Regions from separate parts of the Mus musculus genome. Here region 1 is linked to region 2. Evidence: chromatin contacts called from public Hi-C data. All regions are on one chromosome and are shown on one strand. The core of a region is the stretch at or near the end of the contact, and the rest is flanking DNA. Distances in the headings are between cores, read along the strand shown.

The links. Hi-C and Micro-C count contacts between places; a contact is called where the count stands out from the background.
Region 1: a Hi-C map of cerebellum shows a contact between it and region 2, with 2.9 times the contacts expected there. The contact joins two enhancer-like sites. A contact is called at or near these places in 1 of 484 Hi-C or Micro-C datasets (cerebellum) and 1 of 9 other capture datasets (embryonic stem cells).

What each region holds. Positions count from the first base shown.
Region 1 is chr5:134,062,213-134,069,663 of GRCm38.p6, forward strand. It overlaps Gm40339 (a long non-coding RNA gene), which reads right to left. Exons shown (of 6, transcript XR_868578.3): 2 at 6,030-6,084; 3 at 358-946. Among named protein-coding and RNA genes, the nearest start is that of Gm40340, 15 kb to the left of the region's middle. Within about 2 kb of position 1,654, at least 4 of the 459 cell types and tissues checked have an H3K27ac peak or open chromatin away from gene starts, as enhancers often do. A contact at or near this core is called in cerebellum, where this site is marked.
Region 2 is chr5:131,770,626-131,777,906 of GRCm38.p6, forward strand. It overlaps Auts2 (autism susceptibility candidate 2), which reads right to left. Exons shown (of 20, transcript NM_001363480.1): 5 at 135-164. Among named protein-coding and RNA genes, the nearest start is that of 4930563F08Rik, 110 kb to the right of the region's middle. Within about 2 kb of position 5,191, at least 26 of the 459 cell types and tissues checked have an H3K27ac peak or open chromatin away from gene starts, as enhancers often do. A contact at or near this core is called in cerebellum, where this site is marked.

The DNA of each region.
Region 1 (7,451 bases), core at 404-2,903, 2.3 Mb after region 2:
AAGATGTTTAGCTTGGAAGGGAAGAGGCGAAGAGCAGAAGGCTATGCAGACCCCAGGCTAATCTTCCTTCCTGCCCAAGCACCAGATACACACAGGGCTTAGGATTTAGAGGCTCACAAAACAACTAACACATCATCCCATTGATGCTTGCCCTACGAAGACAATGTGCACGTTTACAAGTGCCTTCTGGGTACTGGACAACTAGAGCGTTTGGGGAGTAGGAACTTGGTGCCCTACCCCAAGTCTTTGAAATGGGTTTGAAAATTATCATTGAACCTACCTTTCCCAAGAGGAGTTTGAAGGGGGCATCTTTTTTTTGATTTACTTATTTTTATTTCATGTGCATTCATGTCTTACCTGCACGTATGTCTAGAAGAGGGCTTCAGATCCCCTGGAACTGGAGTCACAGACAGTTGTCAGCTGCCATTTGGATGCTGAGAATTAAATCCGAGTCTTCTGGAAGAACAGCCAGTGTTCCTAATCTCTGAGCCATCTCTCTAGCCCCTGTTTATTTAACCTTTATTTTTATTTTATGTGTGCTGGTGTTTTGCCTGCATGTATGGCTGTGCACCACGTGTCCCCAGGACTTGACTTTTAGAAAGAAGGAGAGAGAGAGAGAGAGAGAGAGAGAGAGAGAGCAGGGAAGACATCTCAGTGGGTAAAACGTTGGCCACGCAGGCATGAGAACCAGAGTACAGGCCTCCAAGTACCCACAGAAAAGCTGTGTGGGAGTGGAGGCTGCGTATAACCCTAGCACTCGGGAGGCAGAAAAGGGGATTCTCAGAGTCAGTGATACTGATGCAATCAGCAAGCTCTGGGTTCTTAGTAACAAAGGAAGAAACCCTCAGGTCTCCAAGTGCACACGCGAACCGGTGCAACACACGCACACACACACAGACAGCTCCATAGCAAGTTCAAGGTCAGCCTGGACTCCAAGAGATCATATCTAAAAAAAAAAAAAAAAATTTAATTTAAAATAAATAAATAAATACGAAAGAAAGAAAGAAAGAAAGAAAGAAAGAAAGAAAGAAAGAAAGAAAGAGGAGAGAGAGAGAGAGAGAGAGAGAGAGAGAGAGAGAGAGAGAGGAGAAAGGAAGGAAGGAAGAAATTGACACCGAAGAATGATGGTCTCCTCGTCCCCCTCTATAGTCTGACTTGTTGGGCTACAAAGGACAGAGAAACCGCAGGTTCTCAAGGTTCACGTTCCTCGCCGAGCCTGAAATACAAGTCCCAGAACCCTCTGCAGCCTTGAAATCAGTGTGTTCCACCAGCTACTGTGAGGGGAGCCTGGATCATAAGCCAGGACTGTGCTAACGTGGAAGATCCCCCAAATCGTGCCCTAAAACAAGAGGTGCCAACCGAACTGATGGGCTAATAGATCCCCTGCTCATGGGCTACAGGCTGAGCCATAACGGGATACTGCTGCCCAAGTAAGCAGGCAACGGAGCCTTCACCTCACCTCACCTCACCTCACCTCACCTCACCTCACCTCACCTCACCTCACCTCTCCCCTCCCCTACACTGTCCCCTTCCCCCTTTCCTTTCCTTCCCTTCCTCTTTCCTCCCCCTCCCAGTCTACCAGAACATTGGCAACTGTGAGGTCCAGGATATTTCCAAGCTGTTCAGCAACTCTGCAGACTTTGTTATGGATTCGGAGCGCCCCCTAGTGGCCATCTCCGCTATCTTTCCCACTAATGAGTAGCCCAGCCTTAAAGGCTAGGCCTGTGGCTTCTCATGTGCCAGGTATCTTCCCAAGGACCTTGAGGAGTGCTATTAGGCCAAGATCTCAGCCCCCGATGAGCACCTGCGGTTATCAGCTGCAGACATTATAACAAAACACTTGCGATCATTACCATTACTGGAGATATTAGGGTCAGAGCCTGGGCCCCTGGACCCACCTTTGCTCAGTAAGTCAATTAGGGTTTTGAGAGGATGTTGCATGTAAAAGAGCGTTCAGCCCAGCCTGATGATCTGCGGCCAATCACCATGACACACACGTTGAAAGCAGAGAACTGACTGCTTCATGGTATCCTCTGACCTCCACACGTGTGCACACACACACATATGTAAATGGGTCAAATGTTTTACCTAAGACACTGGGACAAGGAACGGTGACGGAAGTCCAGTGATACCCCACCTTCCGAGTCCACCTTCAGGGTCCTTATGTGAAGCGTAATTTAAATAGCTGAGAGGCGCGGGGATGGGGGTGGGAAAATGCCTCTACCTGAAGAGCACTTGCTGCTCTTCCGGAGGACAAGAGTTCTTTTCCCCTCAGCCATGTCAGGTGGTTCACAACTCCCTATGATGCCAGCACCAGGGGATCTGACATTCTCTTCCAGCTTCAGGAGGCCACCTGTACTCTCGTGCGCCGGCCGCCCTCTCTCTCTCTCTCTCTCTCTCTCTCTCTCTCTCTCTCTCTCTCTCTCTCACACACACACACACACAGAGAGAGAGAGAGAGAGAGAGAGAGAGAGAGAGAGAGAGAGAGATGCGCGCGCGCACACACACACACACACACACACACACACACACACACGCATGCGCACACATACACAAACAATTAAAAGTGAAATTGAACCTTTCTCGGAGGAGCTAGGTTCGGACCCACCCGCCACTGCCCCAGCTTTGCCTCAGCTCCAGTCTGCCCAGTGAAGTGGTTGAGAAGTCACCAGAACAGTGAGAAATCTCTCTCGAAACAAGCTCCACTTTGCCAGGCACCAGGCTTCCAGCCTTTTCCTTCTCCCAGTGAGAGACTCCTGAAGAAATTCCTGTTTCTTGGGGTCTATTGTTTCCAGTGGCCTGATAGATGGAAGAGAGGCTCTCTTTCTAATGCCCTCATTTCTGCCACGTTAGCAAGGTTGTTTCTAAATGGAAAGTTTATCTGGGTTCCCAACTGCAGCCGTTCTGGTCCATACCTGGACAGAACTTTTGAGGCCACCTATAGGAGTGTCCGAGAGCAAAGTAAAGCTATTCACCTCGTGGCCAAGAGGCAAAAATGAGAGGGAAGTTCAGCTGTCCCCTTTAAAAGCACATCCCAATGATATAAAGATTCACTACTGGGGGGCTGGTGAGATGGCTCAGTGGGTAAGAGCACCCGACTGCTCTTCCGAAGGTCCGAAGTTCAAATCCCAGCAACCACATGGTGGCTCACAACCACGCGTAATGAGATCTGACTCCCTCTTCTGGTGTGTCTGAAGACAGCTACAGTGTACTTACATATAATAAATAAATAAGTTAAAAAAAAAAGATTCACTACTGGGCCTCATCTCTAAAGGTCCCCCCACCTCCCAACAGCAGCCCCTTCAGAACAAAAATCACCAACACTGTGTCTTTGTGTGTATTTAAGATCCAAACCTTAGCAGCCATAGGAGACACACGCTCACAGGCACAAACATACTCATACACACACACACACAAATACACACAGAGAGACAGATAGGCAGACACATGCTCTCACATATCGCACACATACATACATATAAACCCATGCATTCACACAGAGACATACATGTACACAGACATACATACACAGACATACACACACACACACACACAATGCCAAAGATGTCCCTGCACAGGAAAGACACTAAGATCTCCAAACCTCTGCCCTGGCCCCAGAAGGCCACATACTCCTTTTCCAGTTTTTTATTAATAATTCCAGGGCAACCTCCTCATAGAATGCCTATCCCTAGAAATGTACCCACCCAACTATGGTATGGGAGTGTGTGTGTGTGTTTGTGTGTGTGTGTGTCTGTGTGTGAGTGTGTGTGTGTGTGTGTGTGTGTGTGTGTGTGTGTGTGTGTGTGTGTGTGTGCATGTCTGTGTGTGTGTCTGTCTGTCTGTCTGTCTCTGTGTTTTTCTGTGTGTCTTTCTATCCACCTGTGTGTCTGTGTACTAGGGCTTGAACACAGGCCTTCTGTGGGTTAAGCAGGCACTCTTCCACTAAGCCACACTCTGGCTGCTCACTTGGAGATTCTAGGCAGGCACACTACAAAGAAGTCACTCTCCTCAGCCCCTCGCTTCCTGGAAAGTGCTCTGCCACTGAGCCTCTCAGAAGGGACGAGATGCTAGATTAGTTAGGCATTTTACAAGCACTCCTTGAGGACCAAGAGCAGCAGTGCTCACCAGGACTCCCAGAACTTGGGGGAGGGGTGCTGAGGCAGGAGGCAAGCCCAGCCTCAACTACTTAGCAAGTCAAGGCTTGATGGAGATGCATGAGGTGTTACCGAAAAAAAAACAAAAATGTTGAATTAAATGAGACACCCTTTCAGCCCCTGCCAAGTGCGGATCTGTAGTTGGCACTGGAGACTGAATAATTCAACTGTGTGCTCTTGGGGCTGATGTTAGAACCAGAGACTGAACATCAAGCATCCTGTGCCAACAGTTCTCAACCTGTAGGTCAAAACTCCCACAGGGGCTACATATCAGATATTTACATTATGACTCATAACAGTAGCAAAATTACAGTCATGAAGTAGCAACGAAATCATGTTATGGTTGGGGGTCACCATACCGTGAGGAACTGTATTAAAGGGTTGCAGCATGTAGGGTGGTTGAGAACCACGGTCCTGTGGAGACACGGAAGTGATTTTACTACACTGTAATTCTTACAAACTAACCAAGGAGTCAGTTGGAAATAAAGAGGCTCTCCCGGGGAAGCCCAGTGTCCCCTGAGACCTACAAAAAGGGACCAAGCACTGAATAAAAGACCAGGAAGAGAAAGGGACAGGACGCATATTGGCTTCTTCAGGATGCTGTAATGAGCAACCCCCAAAGACGTGGCTTCAAATAACACAAGTCGATTCTTGAATGGTTCTGGGGATGGAAGTTCTAAGGTGAAGAGGCCACTAGGGCTGGCCTCCTTCTGGGGACTCTAAGAGTGAATTCATTTCCTTGTCTTTTCTGGATCCTAGAAGATGCCTGCAGTCCTTGGCTTGAGGCTTTTCCTCCATCATCAGAGACAGCAGGATAGCATCTCCAAATTGTCTCCTGTCTCCTCTTCCCCCTCCTCTTCTGCCTCCTCTTCCTCCTCTTCCTCTCATCCTTCTCTTCTTCCTCTTCTCCTCTCTTCCTTCTCTTCTTCCTCCTCAATTCCTCCTTTTCTTCCACTTCTTCCTCTTCTTCCTCCTCCTCTTCCTTCTGTTCCTCATCTTCCTCCTCCTCCCTTCCTTCTCTTCCCCTTTTTCCCCTCCTCTTCCTCATCTTCTCCCTCTGTTTTCAACTCTTCTTTCTCCTTTCCTCCTCTTCCTTCTCCACTTTCTCCTCCTCGTTCTCCTCCTCCCCTTCCTCCTCCTCTTCCTTCCAGCCTTGTGACTCTTTCCATCAGGGCCAAAAGGACAGCATCTTCAAGTCATCCCCCCTCTCTCATCCTCCTCTCTCATCCTCCTCTTCATTTCCTCCTCTTCCCCCGACCCCGTCTCCCTCCTCTCCTGTGTTCCAGTGTCTCTCCCGAGTGGCTTAGGTATAAACGGCACATCCTCCAACACTACATAGCATCACATTTGTCTTATCTTCCTGTCCCCTCCTTTCCTTTGAGCCTTCCTGGATAACCTGGATAAGATATCCATTCCACAATATTCAGTGTAATTAAATCTACAGAGTTCCTTCTACCATGTAAGCTCCTACCCCCAGGCTCTGGGGATATATTGAGAACATCTTGGGTTACTACATTGTGTTTGGGGATCAGAGCTACTACCTTCTCTCAGAAAAACAATAGGTTTGTATGTGGAGTGCTGTCTGTGCCCCCTGAGGACCTTAACAATCAGTGGAAGGTTCCTACTGGAAAATTCACACTGCAATTCATTGGCCTACCTTCCTAGCTACAAGGTGGCATTTAACCCTTTCTAGAAACCTCTGAAGTGAGCTGTCTCTGCAACCAGAGGTTGTCCCTGAGTTATTAGTAGGGAACCACTGCCACCTAGTGTAAAGTGTGTGAAACAAGAGGAACTGTGAAAGTGGCTGGGGAAATCCCTGGCTACACAGCAAGCACAGAGAAGTCACCCCAAAATAAGCAATGCTCTATTTCTTACCAGATGTTGATAAAATCTGATAATTAGAACTTGAAGTAGCCATGGATGGTCACAGCTGCAAAGAATCGAGAAATAAAACCAAGTTTAGATGTAATAGACCATGTCCACTAAACAGAACTACCCCCAGGACAAACACAGAATTCCAGGAATCTGTCTAAAAGCAGCAAATGTGGTTCACCTGTCTTTTCTGTCGTTCATCTGCTGGAGATGTGAAAGACACTTCTGTCTTGGTTAGGGTTTTTATTGCTGTGAAGAGACACCAGGACCACATCGACTCTTATAAAGGCAAACATGAAACTGGGACTGGCTTACAGAATCAGAGGTTTAGTCCATTATCATCATAGCAGGAAGCATGGCATATGCAGGAAGACACAGCACTGGCATAGTTCTACATCTTGTTCCAAAGGCAAACAGGAGAAGACAGGCTTCCAGATAGCTAGGAGGACCGTCTCAAAGCCAACCCCCACAGTGACGCACTTTCTCCAACAAGGTCACCTCTTCTAATGATGCCACTCCCTGGGCCAAGCATATTCAAGCCTTCCCCTCCTGTTGGTCTCAGGACCCACCATGATGTGCTGCCTTCAGTAGAGGTTAAAATCTATGGGCACACATAACAAGAACCTCCAGAGCCATGAGACAAAATAAACCTCTCTATTTTGTAAGTAGTCTGTAACAAGTATTTTGTTACAGTCATGGAAAACCTAGAAAGCAAAGCACTGAACAATTCCATTAGCCAATCAGTGGAGACTTTACGACCTACTCTTGGGAGCAGAGTGCAGGGAAATGTGTACCTGGGTCTTTCTTTAGAGAAAAACAAACAAACAAACAAATTCCTCAGGCACAGCAAAGCTTAAGGTGAAGGTTTTCTTTTCCTGTCCATGCTATTTATTTTTATGATAAAATGATACTGTGGAGCCAAAGCCGTTCTTGAAGCAATGATACATTACAAAGCAAGCAAGCAGCAAACTGGAAGAGGCACTGAGATCAATAGCTACACCTGTAAAATCTCACCAACATGACTGCCCAAACTTGAGCTTAAAAGGACAATACCAATGGGCATGCCAAACTGGACGAAGAAAAGCCCCCAAAGCCTCAATCCTATACAACAACTTATAGACAGCCAAGAAATGCCGGAATGGAAAAGATGGCTTTCCCCAGAGAAGAGCACACCAATTGGTTATCCAGCCCCAAATGGTCAGCTCTGACCTATAGGTAGCATTATACAGATTGAACAGGTTATATTTAGGTACAATATGTGTCTACAAATACATATATGCATGCAATAACAATCAGTGTATTAAAGGAGAGCTGGAAGGAATATATGGGAGGAAAGGAAAGGGAAAATTTTTATAATTATAATCTCAAAAAAAAGTTTTAATTTAAAAAAACTGTCTAAAGGGTCAATGAGATATAGGTATTTTC
Region 2 (7,281 bases), core at 3,941-6,440:
TGTATCTTATCATTGAAAATGTCACAGTGTGACCAATAAGACAGCCTTCACAAGGGAACAGGTACCAGTAGGCATGTCACAGTGCACCCAGAGCCTTGTGGGTTGTGTTTGCAGTGGAGGGGGTGGCGTCTTACCTTCTCTTCCTGGTCGCTGTCACTGTCGCACTAGAAATGAAGACGAGAAAATAAAGGTCAATGTGGTGATTATGCAATTTGCATCAGATACCCGTCCCCCCTTCTCCGAGGCGGGGCAAATAGAGGAAAGGGGCCTTCTCTGGACTGTATATGCTCTACAGCTCCAGTGCTAGACAAACAGAAAATATCTGTTCTCACATTAGTGCCCTATCCTCAGTAAGAGACTCCACTCTCCCCAAACCCCCCCCCCCCATGTTCGAGTGCACGCACACACAATTTAGAAGAACACAGGGACACCAAGCGAGGGGCTAACCCTGCCACAGGAGGAAGGGGACTCAAGATCCTTCTGAGGGTTCTAGAAAAAAATTATTTCTACAGAAGGACGTGCTCTGCCTTCAGCTTTGGGGAGTCATTTTCCCAAATCTTTTCTCAAGAAGAAAAGAAGTTGGGTTCACTGTAATCTCTTGCCAGGACTTTTGAGAGGGGGAAGGCTGGACACCTCTGACATTGGGGTGTTAATATCAACTGTCAATTTAAAAGGATCCTGAATCCCCTTTGGTCTGTAAGGAATTCTCTAGACTGGATTAACTGAGGAGAGAAAAACCTCCCTAAATGTGGGTGGTGTCATCCTATGGATTAAGGGTCTAGACTAAATGAAATGGAGAGAGTGAGCTGAGCATTTAAATCTCTCTGCTGTTGCTTGAGTGTGGCTGCAATATGGCTGTGGTGGTTTAAATAAGAATGCCACCCCCCTCCCCCATCTATTTGAATGCTTCATCACCAGCCAGTGCCACTATTTAGAAGGATTAGAAGGATTAGGAGGTGTGGCCTTGTTGGAGGAAGTGTGTGTCTCAGCAGGTAGGTTTTGAGGTTTCAAAAGCTCATGCCAAGCCCACTCTCTCTCTGGATCAGGACATAGACCTCTAAGTCACATCCCCAACACCCTTTCTACCTGGGTGCTGCATGCTCCTCACCATGATGAAAGAACCTCTGAAACTGAAAGTGCATCCCACATTGAATGATTTCTAAGAGTTGCCTGGGACATGGTGTCTCTTCACAGCAATGGAACAGTGAGTGACCTTCCATCTCACACTTCTGGTGCTCTGCCTTGCCCACCATGATGGACTGGACCCCTGAACTGTGAGCTAAAGCAAGTTCTTCCATGAGTTACTACAGTTGGATGTTTGGTCACAGCAATGGGGAGAAGGAAAACTCCTTGCAGGTGACGTGCCAAGAATAATAAGTAGTGTGATAAGCCAAATACCAGTTGTTGCTCTAGATCTGGAAGAACCAAAGAAAGGGAATTATCACCCAGTTTTGGGTTTCTTGACAGAAGCAGAAGGGAAACAAAGACCCTATGCTCTTCTAAAAGCTAAGAATGTTTTGTTAACAGATCATGGGTTAAAAAATGGGGCTGGTGAGATAACTTAGTTAGTTAAATGTTTGCTGAGGAAGCACAAGGATTTTAATTTGGCTTGGTTTTCAGGACCCAGGTGAAAAAAATGAACATGGAGACACACATCTGTCATCCCAGTTCTTAGGGAAGAGTAAAGAGAGAGAGAGAGAGATCCCTGAAGCTTGTTGGCCAAGCAGCCTAGCTTAATCAGTGAGCCCCAGATCCTAGGGAAAGACTCAATAAAAAAGATGGACAAGTCCTAAGGAAAGTCACTCAGGGTTAACCTCTGGTCTCCACACACATGAGCGTGCACACATACATATATATAATGAAGGAGTACGTTAGGGTAAACGATGAGAAAGTATGATTGTAGGTATGGCTTCACTTTGTAGCCCTGGAGAGGTGCTACTGAGCTGGATAGGAGTCAATCAAGATGAAGCACAGGACATCTGAGGCACAGCCTCAGGCTGCTCTGTGGCTCACCCAACATACTGTGCAAAGGAGATCACTTTGTATGGGTGTTGGAGAGACAGCACTTGCTAGGAGGAGAGATGGCCACAGTGGGAACAGTTTGGCAACCAGGCCACTATCTACGCCAGAATAGTGCCTAGTTTGGGGGAGGGTGGAACAGATGGCTCAGTAGATCTGCAGTGAGAGTAGATAGGTCTTGGTAATACATGGCTAGGGAAAAGAAGTGGCAGGTGAGTCCAGGAGGGTGCCAAGGTTTTTACTGTGGCCACCTGTATATGGGAGCAGATGGAGTCACCAGCAGAAACAGGAAATGAACTAGGGCTGTCTCTGCAGGACAGATAGCCACAACTCTCTTCTCAGTAAGCTCATATCTTCTAGAGTTCAAAAAGGCAATGCTCTCTTTTCCTAATTTTTTTTTTTTATGGCATTGGGTGGGCTATGAGAACCATTTTGGTCACATGAGATGTGAAGTCTACAGAGGGTCCTAGGGTAGGGAAGAGTGGGTAAAGAACGAGTCTTGGACCTAAAAGATGGCTCAGGGAGTAAAGGCACTTGCCCCACAAGCCCAATAGCATACTGTGATCACCACATCCAAGGGTAGAAGGAGAGGACTGATTCCTGAGAGTTGTCACCTGACCTCTACACATGGTCTATAGCACGTGCATGCATGCAGGCCCATTACACCACACCATGCCACATACACACTCAAACACACAAACACACCACACATAGACATACTCACAGACACACACACACACACACACACACACACACACACACACACACACAGTTACCACCCCTCACACAGACATATTCACACATACACAGATAGCTACTGACACACTCACAGAATGTCCCCATATAGAAACACTCACAAACACACTCACATATACTCATACACACAGAAACCCCCCCCCCATAAAGACACTTACACATTTACACACAGATACTCCCCCAGACATAGTCAAACATACACAAAGACACCCATCCACACAATCACAGACACCCCCAAATACAAACACTCACACATATACTCACATATACTCACACACAGACACATCCCACATAGACACACACATACACACAAACACCCCCCATAGATATACTCACACAGACACCCATCTACATACTCACAAACTCCTACCACAGACACACATACTCACACACACACCCCACATAGATACACTCACACATACACATAGACATCCAGCCACACATTCACATAAAAACTCCCCCACATAGGCACACTCACACACACTCATATACCCACACACAGACACAACCTATACACAGATATGTACACACATACAGTCTTATACATACTCTCACACACACCATATACGCAAGCATACAATAATAATAAAGATTAAAAAAAAAACTCTCAGTGGCAGGCAGGTCCTATTTTCGTCTTCGAGTCTGACTAGATGAGCTCATGATTTGAGCATCTGCAGCAGCCATTTTGTAGAGTGTGGTTTAAGCAACTCCAAAAGCCTCACTGCCAAACAAGATGGAGAGGCCAACAGAAGAAAAGACTGGTTTCACTGAGCCACTGAACCCATGCCGGAATGGACTCCTGTTGTTGTTAAGAAAACAAGTTACTACTGTTTCAGCTACAAAGAGATGGTAATAAAATCTTCATCCAAATGGGGTTGTGTATGGAGACCACTGCATAGTATGGACCATTGTACCATAGTAAGTACGTTGCATTAACACACACACACACACACACACACACACACACACACACACACACACGCTCCAGGCTGGCTCTGAACCTGCTGCTTGGGCATGGATGGCCTTGAATTGCTGATCCTCCCATCTCTACTACCCTGGAGTGACAATTGTGAGGGCTATGACTCTACCTCTCCTTCCGCCTCCTTGGTGATCCAGCATTATCAGAGTGAGTGACAGCAACTTCATCAAGTCCAAGGGCATCGTTTCCAACCTGGCTTCCTACATCAGTCTGCCTGCATTTGCTGTCTTTTGCCCAATCCATGACTGGTTTCTCTATCATATCAGATGATCTGAGGAGGAGAGTGTGTGAGATGAAGACCCTGAAGGTCTAGAACTACGCATGGATGTGGGGGGTGGGGTGGGGGTAGACAGACTGTGTTCTCTCAAGTATACTTTCAAGGCTAACACAGCCTGATGGAGGAGGGTAGGGAAAAGAGGAGTCTTTTATTTATTTATTTTTCTTTTACTTTCAATTGCTGGGGGATGTAAACCCAGGGCCTTGTGTATGATGGGAAACTCTACAACTGAGCTACATTCCCCAGCCCAGAGTGGTGCCTTCTGTCATGCCTGCTCTTTCCCAGATGTTCACCACCATCCATATGAGGTAATGACAGCGGAGGCTGGAGCGACACGTTTCCCTCCATCCTCCAGGGTCTATGCTCAGGAGAAGGAGTCGGAAAAGTGGGGGAAGCTCCCTCTCCTGCCCCGATCCAAACAGCGGTAAGTCTCTGCAAATGGTTATTCCTATCAAAGCATTAAGCTTCCCTGCTTTAGGAGAGTCCAGTACTAATTTCAAGGTCCACTTAATTCTGCATCAAGTAATTACTGATATACCCAGAAGCACCTTGCCTCCAGAGTTAAGCATATGGTGAGGAACTGAGACCTACTGGTATCCATTATGGAAGCCACGCGGATGCCAAGCTGATTACAAATGCCGGGGCTCCCCACGCGCCACACTCATGAGTGACAGGCCCCTCGCAAGGCCAGCCAGAGTCTGCCAAAACACTGTCTGCAGCACCAGGGGCCCACATGGTGCGCTGAGAAAACAGTTCCATTTCTGGTATTAAATTCCCATACTGACCCAGGGACTTTGCTGTGGGCTCAGCAGGAGCTCACCATCCAATTTACAGCTCCACTCTCTGGAGCCTCCAGTGCCAGCCCCTGGCAGAGAGCAATGGCGGTCAACGCCTCCAGCTCATAAATTATGCAAAGGCAATAAATGCGTTCAGCAAACAGCTCCTGACGCTTGCCCGGCCTGGCTCCTCACACACTCTGCAGGAAAAAAAACAAAACAGAGAGAGAGAGAGAGAGAGAGAGAGAGAGAGAGAGAGAGAGAGAGAGAGAGAGAGAGAGAGAGAGAGAGAGAAAGCCAGAAGCTGGCTGCATACAAGAGGTCTATTCCACTCATAAAGGGGGTTTGTTGACAGCCCCAGATGGAAAGTGAGCTGGGGTCCTGAGCGGTCTTTCTGCCTCGCCAGCAGTGGTTTATAGGCATGCTTTATGAAAAAGGGAGGCTGTTTTATGGAGTCGGGGTGGGAAGAAGTCATGGTCTCAAATTCACATTAAATACACTGCCCAGCTTTCACACCCTGGGTTCAACCCGCTGTGGATTTTTTTCTGGGCCAGATGGTTGTTGGTCTTCAAAGGTTAAAGGAAGAACTGTCTGCTTCCCCTGTCCCTAGACACCCACTCCAATTTATAAGAGTTCACGCTGAACCACCTCCTGGTTCAGGTTTATGTTCTGGAGGAGGCAGGGAGATGGAAAAGGCATGTCAGGCTCAGAAACCGGTCCCAGCTGATTCTCCATCTTAAGCATTTTGACATCAGGGTCCTGTCTTGGTTTATTAGCAAACAGTTTGCCCACCAAATGGGAGCTCAAGGTGCCGGCGTGTTCTCCATGACAAGGATTCAAAGCCCTGAGAGAGAAGTGGAAATAGTTTCTTCCATCTTAGTAGCGAGAAGTGGAGGGAAAGAAGAATCGCAGTTGCTCGGCCCTCAGGCTCAGACAGAATTTAAACCACCATATTTGATGAGTCAAACTGGAGGCCTGCAGTGAACACCATAGGCTTTGAATGCAGAAATAGGAAGAAAAAAAAAATTCAGACACAGCCTCTGCCACCCCAACATGGCTACCATTCTAATGTAACTTGCCTGTCCTTTCATAAGCTGGACGTCAAGAGTTAGAGAGGTACCAAGCCCTCCTGTTTCAACTAGCGCATAAGAGCTTGGTGTGGTGATGTATGCTGTATGCTTGCTTGCTTATTTATTTATTCATTTATTTATTTATCTAATTTGCTCGAGACAAGGACTCATGTCTGCAGTCTGCTCCATGACCGTGGATGGACTCACGATCTTCTAGCCTTAGCCTCTCTAGTTTTGGGATGACTGGCCTGTGCCAGTCATTACTTTATTCATTCAATGAATGTACTGCTGGGATCAGAACCTAGAGCTTCTTGTATGCCGGGCAAATGCTCGTCCAACTGAGCTACACTCGCAACCCCTGAACATTTTAATAAAAAATAAATTAACAGAAAAATTCACTAGGAAAACAAGCAGGGCATGGTGGTGCAGGCTTAAAATCTAAGCGCGTGGGAGGAAGAAGCAAGGTGCTCTTTATGAGTTACAGACCAATGTGGGCTACATGATGAGTTTCTGGAGAGCCAAGCCTACCTAGATAGAGGTGCTGTCTCAAAAGACAAAAGCAAAAACAACACATTAAAATTTGTATTAGATTTAAGAGATAAGGTGATGCTAATGATGTCTCTGTAAGGTTCCTAATGCTTACAACAAGCCATCCTACTAATCACTGCACATAGCTCACAGGCAAGGCTGGGTTTGAGAAGATCTATTCTAACACGTCCCTGGCTCCAGCCATACTCAGGCATGCTCTAGCCGCATCCTCATGCCTGACCATCAGTGTAGTTAGCTATACCCTCTACCTGAGAATGTCTTCTTCGAGCTTCAACTTAAATGGTCTCTTAAAGCAATGCAAAGCTCTGTTTCCACTTTCTGAACAGCTACATTTTGGCTTTAGCCATGGGAGATGTCTTTCCTGAACAATGAGGTCTTGTCTTGATGTTTTACCCCCAGACCCTGAAACACACTTGGTGTTCAATTATTTCGATAAGTTTTATGTCAACTTGATACAAGCTAGAGCCACCAGAGAGGAGGGAGCTCCACTGAGAAAATGGCTTCCTAAAATCAGGCCGCAGGCAAACCTGGAGGGGCATTTTTAAAATTAGTGATTGGTGGGGGAGGCACCAGCCCATTGTAGTTGGTGCTAAGCCTGGACTAAGGGTCCCGGGTACTATAAAAAAGCAGGCTGAACAAGCCATAAAGAGCAAGCCAGTATGCAGCACCCATCCATGGGCTCTGCATCAGCTCCTGCCTTCAGATTCTGTTTGAGTCCTGTTTGAGTTTTTGTACTAATTTCCTTTGATGACGAAGGTGATATGAATATTTAAGCCAAATAAACCCTTTCCTTTTCAAGTTACTTTTAGTCATGGTGGTTCATCGCAGTAGGGGTAACCCTAACAAAGACATATT